2 separate regions of the Sus scrofa genome follow, and region 2 is linked to region 1. A link is a contact called in public HiChIP or PLAC-seq data. All regions are on one chromosome and are shown on one strand. Each heading gives the region's core, a stretch centred on a gene start, on an enhancer-like site or on the middle of the called end of the contact. The rest is flanking DNA. Distances are from core to core; before and after follow the strand shown. Region 1 has its middle 44 kb from the start of C7H6orf223. Region 2 holds the start of C7H6orf223.

The links. HiChIP or PLAC-seq counts read pairs in DNA pulled down with a chosen protein or histone mark.
Region 2: an H3K27ac HiChIP or PLAC-seq map of skeletal muscle shows a contact between it and region 1. The contact joins the promoter of C7H6orf223 here to the enhancer-like site in region 1. A contact is called at or near these places in 7 of 47 Hi-C or Micro-C datasets (embryonic fibroblasts, heart right ventricle, liver and 2 more) and 1 of 2 datasets of contacts at active chromatin or transcription factors (skeletal muscle).

The regions. Positions count from the first base shown.
Region 1 is chr7:38,946,717-38,951,318 of Sscrofa11.1, forward strand. No RefSeq gene overlaps it. Among named protein-coding and RNA genes, the nearest start is that of C7H6orf223, 44 kb to the right of the region's middle. Within about 2 kb of position 1,990, at least 8 of the 83 cell types and tissues checked have an H3K27ac peak or open chromatin away from gene starts, as enhancers often do. A contact at or near this core is called in skeletal muscle, where this site is marked.
Region 2 is chr7:38,990,918-38,995,519 of Sscrofa11.1, forward strand. C7H6orf223 reads left to right here and starts at 2,524. Exons shown (of 5, transcript XM_021100037.1): 1 at 2,524-2,686. The coding sequence starts at 2,524.

The DNA of each region.
Region 1 (4,602 bases), core at 740-3,239:
ACCTTGGCTGGCTTTCCCCTCAGCCTTTTGGCCTCAGCTTGAGGAGGTGCCCCTGTGTGAAGCAGAGAGGAATGCAGTGAGGAGAAGGGAAGCTGCCTACCTGGCAGCCACTCTGTGCCAGGCACGTTCCATGCATTTTTCCCTCCACAGCAGCCCATTTTACAGATGAAGAAACTGAGGCCCAGAGTGATGCTAGAACCTGCCCAGAGTCACAGAACTAGTAAAAGAGGGAGCAGAACTCACACCCAGAGCTCTGACCCCTGTCTTTCCACCTGTCCCGGGGATTGTGGAATGGACTCCACAAGCCCAGGGGGAAGTGTGGAATTTGGGGTTCTGCCGAGGGGTCCCTGCAGGGCAGGCCTGGGTGCTGGGGTGGGCTGAGGAGGCCTGGGCCCCCACATAAGCTGCCGACACTCTGGCTCAGCTGTAGGGTGAGTCCCTCACCCTGGGTGGGCAGCAGGAGCGCCTCAAGGCCATCTCTGGGGTCAGGGCTGGCTTGCTTAGCTCCCGCTGGCTGCCAGCTCCCTCTGCTGGACCCAGCCCCAAGGACGCGCTCAGACACGGGGACGCCGCTGTCTGTCTGCACTTAGGCTCTGGCAGCCCCTCCCTATCGCATGTGGCCCGTCACATGCAGGGCACCTGCCGGGTCCTCCCCGTGTCTGGGCAACAGATCCTCCAAAGGAGCTGCTCTGGGTGACCTGGGAGCCTTACACTAGAGGAGAGAACAGGGAAGGGGGTTCCAATCCCAGCCACCACCATGCTTAGCTCAGACACGGCTGCTGTCTCTGTCAGCGGGGACCGTCTCCTCCATCACAGTCAGGGGCTCCCCGAGAACAGGGACCATCTCTCCCATCAGACTGGAAACTCCCTAAGGGCGAGGGCTCTGTCATCGCCCTCAGACTGGGAGCTGCCTGCAGGCAGGGGGCATCTCCCCATTCAGACTGAGAGTTCCTGAACTGCGGCGCTGCTCACCTGTGATGTAAACCCACCTTCACCCCCGAGGGACCCCGGGACACCTTCTCAGCAGCCCAGTCCCTCCTAGACCCCGGGCACCTGTCCCTGCCACGCCCACCACGTCATAGGCTCCCCTTCCCCACCTTTGGGGCTGAGTGAGGCTACACAGTGGCATCCTGACCTCAGCAGCCCGAGAGTCAGTGCAGCGAGCAGCCTAAGAGCCAGGGATGGGACGTGACTGCCCCCTGAACTCAGCTGTGGGCTTGGCCATGAGGAAAGTGATACTTCGGGGAGGTGGAGTGACCAATGACATCAGCCTACGTGACTGTCAGCCCAGCTTTCCCCTCTTCCCTCCACCCCTCCCACCCGCAGTGCTTGCATACTGACCTTCAGCTCATGGGCACAGGCCTCTCTACGTGCCCACCCCAAGGACGGGGCAGTACCCAGGGGGAGGGACTGTTCTCTGACTCCTTGTCTTCTAAGTAAGTACCCGGGGGCCCAAGGAGGCCGCAGGTCCCAGCCCTCTCCAGCCTGGGCATCTGGGGCAGGAGCCAGTCGCTTCCAGGGTGACCCACCCCCACCTTGCTGGCAGCCCTGACCTGAGAGAATTGAACGTTCTCTTGGCTCTGCTAGATCTCCTTCCTGAGTGCCTGGCAGGCTTCTGATGGCTGGAAGCCAGCATGGAGGGCACCTGGCTCCCCACCCCAGGCCTGCTGACAGAGCAGCCAGGCCTGCATCCCTGCATGGCCGGCTGTCCTAGGGAGTCAAGTTCAACTACCTTGGATGACCACCACTGGCCCCTGAGATGCCTTCCAGAGAATCCAGTTGCTGCAACAGCTCTTCTCAGGTGTCCCCTAGACCCCACCCAAGGGATGCCCGATCCAGAGCTCACCATCCAGACGGAGCCCCCAGCCAGGGCAGACCAGGTAGAGATGCCCAAAAGTAGACCAGCCATTGCCACATTTATTGCACTGTGCACCCTTATCAAGAAATATGATCAGAGCATGTGCTCAGCTAAAGTCTATTTCTTTCTAATTACGTCTGTTAAGGCCAATGACACAGCTGGCCTGAGGTAGCATACTAGTTGGGGCAAGTGACAAATCAGCAGAACTACAAAACATTTCACAGGGATATCCAGGAACAAGAAAGCTATAGGGAGCCTAGATAAGCTCCCATGCATCTCTAGGGTTGTGGGAAGTTGCATGAACCCTAAGAGGAGACTGGAGGGGGCTTCAGCTATCTGCCCATCCCTGGCTAAACACACAGGGAGTAAGAGTTGAGACAGATAGGTGAACTGCCTAATTTTTTTCTTTTTCTTCTTTTTGCTTTTTTAGGTCCATACCCACGGCAGGTGGAGGTTCCCAGGCTAGGAGTTGAATCAGAGCTAACAGCTACCAGCCTACACCACAGCCACAGCCACGCGGGATCCGAGCCACGTCTGCAACCTCCACCACAGCTCACGGCCTCGCTGAATCCTTAACCCACTGAGCCACCACGGGAACTCCTAAACTGCCTAAATCTTCTTTTTTTTTTTTTTTTTTCTTTTTGGCTTTTTGCCATTTCTAGGGCTGCTCCTGCGGCATATGGACATCCCCAGACTACGGGTCTAATCGGAGCTGTAGCCGCTGGCCTACGCCAGAGCCATAGCAACGCGGGATCCGAGCCGCGTCTGTAACCTACACCACAGCTCACGGCAACGCCAGATCCTTAACCCACTGAGGAAGGCCAGGGATTGAACCTGCAACCTCATGGTTCCTAGTCGGATTCACCAACCACTGAGCCACGATGGGAACTCCATAAACTGCCTAAATCTTGAATGTGTTCCCCAACCTGTACACAGACGCCTTGGATCCTAAATGGATCAAGGTATTTAAGCACAATTTCTGACCAATATATACACATACACACACACACACAATATCAATAAAGAGACAAAATATATACATAAAGAAATTCTGGAGTTGAAAAGTAAAATAGCTGAAATAAAAATTCACTAGAGGGTTTCAGTAGCATCTTTTGAGCTGGGAGATTAAAGAATCGGCAATAGAGCAACAGAGATTATTCAGTCTAAAGAACAGAAAGAAACAAAGAATAAAGAAAAATTAACAGAGGCTCAGATACCTGCAGAACATCACTGAACATAAAATGTGCACTTAATGGCGTTCTGGAGAAGAGGAGAGAAAGGCAGAAAAATATTTGAGGAAATAATGGTTCCCAAATTCCCAAAGTTGGTGAAAAATATTATTTTACACATTCAAACACAGCTCAAGTGGCAGTAATAAAAAAAGATCCATAGGCATCACACTGAAACTGTTGAAAGACAGAAGCAGAGAAAATCCTGAAAGTAGCAAGAGGAAAAAGATACATCATACAAGGGAACCACAATAAAATTAACAGCTGATTTTGTGCCAGTAAAAGAATAGAGACCAAAAGGAGGGAGATGGCATACTCAAAGTGCTGAAAGAGGGAGTTCCTGTCGTGGCGCAGGGGTTAACAAATCCGACTAAGAACCATGAGGTTGCAGGTTCGATCCCTGGCCTTGCTCAGTGGGTTAAGGATCTGGCATTGCTGTGAGCTGTGGTGTAGGTTGCAGACGCGGCTCGGATCCCACGTTGCTGTGGCTCTGGTGTAGGCTGGCAGCTACAGATCCGATTAGACCCTCAGCCTGGGAACCTCCATGTGCCGCAGGAAGTGGCCCTAGAAAAGGCAAAAAAAAAAAAAAAAAGACAAAGTGCTGAAAGAAAAAAAATCCTGTCAGTGAAGAAGTCTGTCCAATAAAAGTATCCTTCAAAAATGAAGGTGAAATAAGAAACTCCCAGACAAAGAGTGGGAATTTGTTGCTAACAGGCATGCCTTATAAAAAATACCTGAAGTCCTTCAGGGTAAAAAGAAATGACACCAGACAGTAACTTGAATCCATATGAAGAAATAAAGGGAGATCCCGTCGTGGCGCAGTGGTTAATGAATCCGACTAGGAACCATGAGGTTGCAGGTTTGGTCCCTGCCCTTGCTCAGTGGTTTGACCATCTGGCGTTGCTGTGAGCTGTGGTGTAGGGTCGCAGACTCGGCTCAGATCCCGCGTTGCTGTGGCTGTGGTGTAGGCCGGTGGCTACAGCTCCGATTGGACCCCTAGCCTGGGAACCTCCATATGCCGAGGGAGCGGCCCAAAGAAATAGCAAAAAGACCAAAAAAAAAAAAAAAAAAAAGAAATAAAGAACACCAAAAAATGCCATCATATAGGCAAATACAAAGACACTACAAATATGCATTTCTTTTTTATCCTCTCAACTGATTTAAAAAACAACTGTTGGGTTCATAAAGTAAAGAGGGAATCGAATTATACTGGAAAGAGAAGGATGTCAGACAATAACCTCCATCCACAGAAAAAAATGAAGAGGACCAGACATGATAAATATGTGGGTTAATATAAAACATTCTATAAATGTATTGTTCTCCTTTCTTTTCAGAAGTTTTTTAAAAGACATACGATCATATAAAACAATAATTATAACACATTGATTTATAACATATATGGATGCAACATATGTGATAATAATAGCATAAAGGGTAAGAGAGGGAATTAAGTTATATTGGAGCAAAGTTTTGATGGTTCACTGGAATTGAATTAGTGTTAAACTGATGTATATT
Region 2 (4,602 bases), core at 1,274-3,773, 45 kb after region 1:
GCCCCCCCTCAACCCCCACCCGCCTCCCCCAGCCAGGTCGCAGCTGCCCCTCCCTCTCCAAGGACCGCGCCATGGTGACGCAGGGAGTCCGAGCACAGAGTGGCCTCCCTGAGCCTGCGGTTAGGGGCCCTTTGGCCCTCCTCCCGTTCGGCCCCTGCCCTGCTCTAGGAACCCAGCTCAGACCACAGTGCGTTTTCTCAGGTCAGGCCAAGCTGGAGGCAGTGATTATTAAGGCCGTGTCCCTGGAATTTTTCCAAGGTGATTAACTTTTCTGAGCAGTTCCCATCATCACTCAGCAACTACTCAGGGAAGATTGTCCATTGTCTGCATAGGACAGGAGTAGGCTGGTCCTGAGTCCCATCCATAGCTTTCTGTGGCACCTGTGTTCAAGGTAGACAGAGATAACAGCCTCACGGTGGCCCTGCTCCGTGATCCATTCTCCAGATGAGAAAACCAAGGCTGGAGGGGGATAAGTGAGAACTTGCCCATAGTTGCTCAGCTGGTGAGGTCAGGATACAAACTCACATCTGCCTGGCTCCAACCTCCCTGCATGGTTCTTCCCAACCCACTACCCACCGCTTACCCAGAAAGCTCAGGCACCTTCTGGAAGCAAGTTCTCAGAAAGGCTCAACTCTTCCTACCCACCCAAGACAGTCCAATTGGAAAGTCAGAGTGTATCCAAAAATAAAGTCATTCTCATTGACAGCAGAAAGCCCTGTGTCAAGCAATGGCAGGAGGAAACTGCTAATACCCAAGAGGAGTTCCCGTCGTGGCGCAGTGGAAATGAATCCGACTAGGAAGCTTGAGGTTGCAGGTTTGATCCCTGGCCTCGCTCAGTGGGTTAAGGATCCAATGTTGCTGTGAGCTGTGGTCTGGGTCACAGACGCGGCTTGAATCTTGCATTGCTGTGGCTGTGGCATAGGCCGGGTAGTTCTTGATTTGACCCCTAGCCTGGGAACGTCCATATGCCGCAGGTGCGGCCCTAAAAAGCAAAATAATAATAATAATAACAACAACAACAAGAATGATCACTAATGTTTAGAGCACTTACTATGCGCTTGCTGTATCTACAACATCTAAGTGCTGTTATCTACAACATCTCAGGACTCCTCACTACAACTCTCTGAGACATGGTATAACTAAATGCAGTTTATAGTTTGGAAGATGGAGGCACAAAGAGATCTGGCTTGTCCCAAGTCCCACAGCTAGAAAGTGTCAGAGCCAGGAGTGGCACCCAAAGCCACCATCTCTGTGTAGGACATCTGGGTGGAGGCTGACATTAGAGACCAGTTTAAACAGTGTGGGTATGAGTACACACGCATACACACTGCCCAGGAAGGGGCCAAGTGAAGCTGAGCCACAGTGTACAGAAGTAATCGGAGTAAGGCCGAGTTGACTCAGGCACAGTTCCTGGCAGAGATGAGTGGTGTGTCAGGGCTCAGAGGAAGTGAGAGACAGAGGCCATTCCCGGTGTATGGGACCCTGGTGTGTGTGTGGGGGGGGGGACCCTGGGCAGAACTAATCTCCAAAAGCTCTTGAACATGACCTTGAACAGTGGACATGTTGAAAAGAGTTCTTGGAATGATGGAGTGGTGACACCTTGGGGGTGGTGATGGAAGTCCTGGTGTGGGAGCAGAGTGATGGTGCTGAAGCTGATGGCAGTGATTGTGTGACGGAGGAGGTGACAGTGGAACGGAGATGGATGTGTCGGTGATGGTGGTGGTGGGGACGAAGATGGGAATGGAATTAGTGAGAGAGGCAGGAGCCTAAAATCCACTTCCTTTATAGACTCTTGCACAGCCCTTTATAGTTCATAGCAGCCATCACACACCCTCATCCTCACAGCCACTTTTGGGCGGACTTTTTTATCTTCATTTTATGAAGGATGAAGTTGAGCCACAAACCAGGCACATTCTGCTTGCCCAAGGTCACCAGGCCAGAAAGCCGGCCCAGGCTCACCACCTTCAGGGCTCCTCCTGGTGTGGAGTGAGGTGTGGAGTGAGGTGCCAGGGCGGCGTCATGGTGCCATGGGTGGGTGACTCCCAACACAGAGGGCTCAGCGGTCCTCGATTTGGGGGAGCAGGGAGCAGACAAGCTGGGTGACAGAGGAAGCACTTCTAATCCCGGCCCCATCACCCACATGCTGTGACCTTCTCTGGGCGGCAGCCAGGGCAGATGTCAGCTGCCAGGTGACAGAGGGCCTGCGGGGCAGAGCCAGGGCAGCCTGGCAGGAGCCCCACGCACCGAGAGGATGAAGTCAGCAGAGGGAAATATCCCTGGAGTCAGAGGAATGCTTGCTTTGGGGTGACATTCCTGGAAAGTTCTGCTCTGATTGGCTTGAGTTTGGGGATTCGGCACAGGCCTTCCCAGTCAGGAGTGAGGTTATTAATAAACCCTGTCCTGTCCTCTGCCCTCACTCTGGGGAGAAGGCAGGGCTTCCTGGGGCTTCTGGCCCCTCACCCCAGGGGTGGTGAGTCCCAGTGTGGGTAGCTGGAGACAGAGACTGAGCCCTTAGGTCTAGGCATGGGGTGCAAAGCCCTGCATCCCCCAGACTACATCCCCCAGCTCCCTGCAGCCCCAGGGCTCCTCTGCTTCAGCCACAGGCTCCAGGGGCTTCGAGAAATGGCCAATGGTGTATATGTGAGCCCACGGGGCTACAAGCATGCATGGGTGCCTGTGTGCAGATGTGAGTCCTGTGTGCAGACGCGAGTGCCTCTGTGCAGGTTTGGGTGCCTGTGTGCAGGCCTGGGTGTCTGTGTGCTGGCGTGGGTACCTGGACAGAGTTCGAGGGTGGTAATGGGCTCCTGGGGTACACATGTGCAAGGGACCGTTGCAGTGGGCCTGGAAAAGCATAAATCGCGTCTCAGCTGCTGGCAAGTGTGTGCCCTGGGTGATGTGTGTGGGTGGCAGCAGGGGGATGGGGGACACGCAGTGGGTGGCAGTGGGGGAGGGGTGCTAAGGCCTCAGGAACAGGCAGCATCCGGCCCCCCACCCCAGGCGCTTCCCTCTACAGCTCATTAGCACCCAAGGCCTAAATTTACTGCCTCCGCTTCCCCACCCTCTGGTTCTGCCCTCATTAGGCTCCTGCCCCTCTCCTAGGACAGCAGATGGGGAGAGGAACAGACTCCTCCGACTCCTCCTCGTCCGTCTGCATGGTCTGCATGCAGGATCCTCTGGGTGGGGGGCGAGGGAAAGTCCTGGGGGCAGGGCAGAGGGGAGGCGGGCATAGAACTTAATATAGTCACAGGGCAGGCCGAGGAGGATGTCGGCTCCTATTACACCTGCCACCCTGTGTCCCCAGTCCCTATCATATGACCCAGCTCCTGCTGGCAAGGCGTGGGCGGGTGAGAAGCACCTGGTCCAGGGCGGTGCTGGGGTGCCCTACGCTCTGACCTTCTACACACCCTTAAAGGAAGCACCTCTTCCAGCTGGTCCTCCTGGCAAGGAGTAGGGCACCGCTCTCCATTCAGCATGGCTCAGCCCTTCAGTCCTGACCCCCAGGGGGCCAGGCCAGGAAGCAGGGGAAGGAGTTGAGGGGGTGCCCTCTAGCACTGATTCCAGCACAGCTGCCAAAGGAACAGGTCCTTCTGATCCATAACCTCTCCCCCGCCCTCCCTCACCCCCCAGATCCACAGTCCCATGCCATGGCATGCCCATGGGCAGAGCCCTGAGCTAGGTGGAGGGGTCAGTGCCAGGAGAGGGAGCAGAGCGGCCAAGTCAACCACCCCCCTCCCGCTCACTCCAAGAAATCAGTGTGTGTGCTGTGAAAGTCAGGTTCAAGACAAGCTCCTCCCGGAGTTCCCATCATGGCGCAGTGGTTAACGAATCCGACTAGGAACCATGAAGTTTCGGGTTTGATTCCTGGCCTTGCTCAGTGGGTTAAGGATCTGGCTGCCATGAGCTGTGGTGTAGGTCACAGACGCGGCTTGGATCCTGCATTGCTGTGGCTCTGGCACAGGCTGGTGGCGACAGCTCCGATTAGACCCCTAGCCTGGGAACCTCCATGTGCAGCAGGAGCGGCCCTAGAAAAGGCAAAAAAAAAAAGACAAGCTCTTCCCCAAACCCCTACGTGTAGAAACCCCAGAGCCCACGCTGATGGGGAGACACAGCCCTGCCTTCAGGGACCCCCCATCTGCTGGAGTTACAGCGCCAAATCCCCTCCATTAAGCTTCTTTTGTGACCTTGGGAATTTGCTCAACACATTTGAGCCTCTGCTTTCTTGTCTGTGAAATGGCAACACTGCCACATCCTTCAAAGATAGTTTGTGTATGCCTGGCAGATAGCAAACGCTGAATAAAAAAGTAAATGTCTGTGAGTGCCCATTGTGACTCAGCAGGTGACAAACCTGACTAGTATCCATGAGGATGAAAGTTCAATTCCTGGCCTCCCTCAGTGGATTAAAGGACCCGGCATTGCCATGAGCTGCAGTGTAGGTTGCAGACGTGGCTCAGATCTGACGTGGCTGTGGCTATGATGTAAGCCGGCAGGAAGCTCCAATTTGACCCCTAGCCTGGGAACCTTCATATGCGGCAGGTGTGGCTCTAAAAAGACAAAAAAAAATTCTTCTTCAACGTGGGCTTTTTGTGGAAAAAAATCATAACA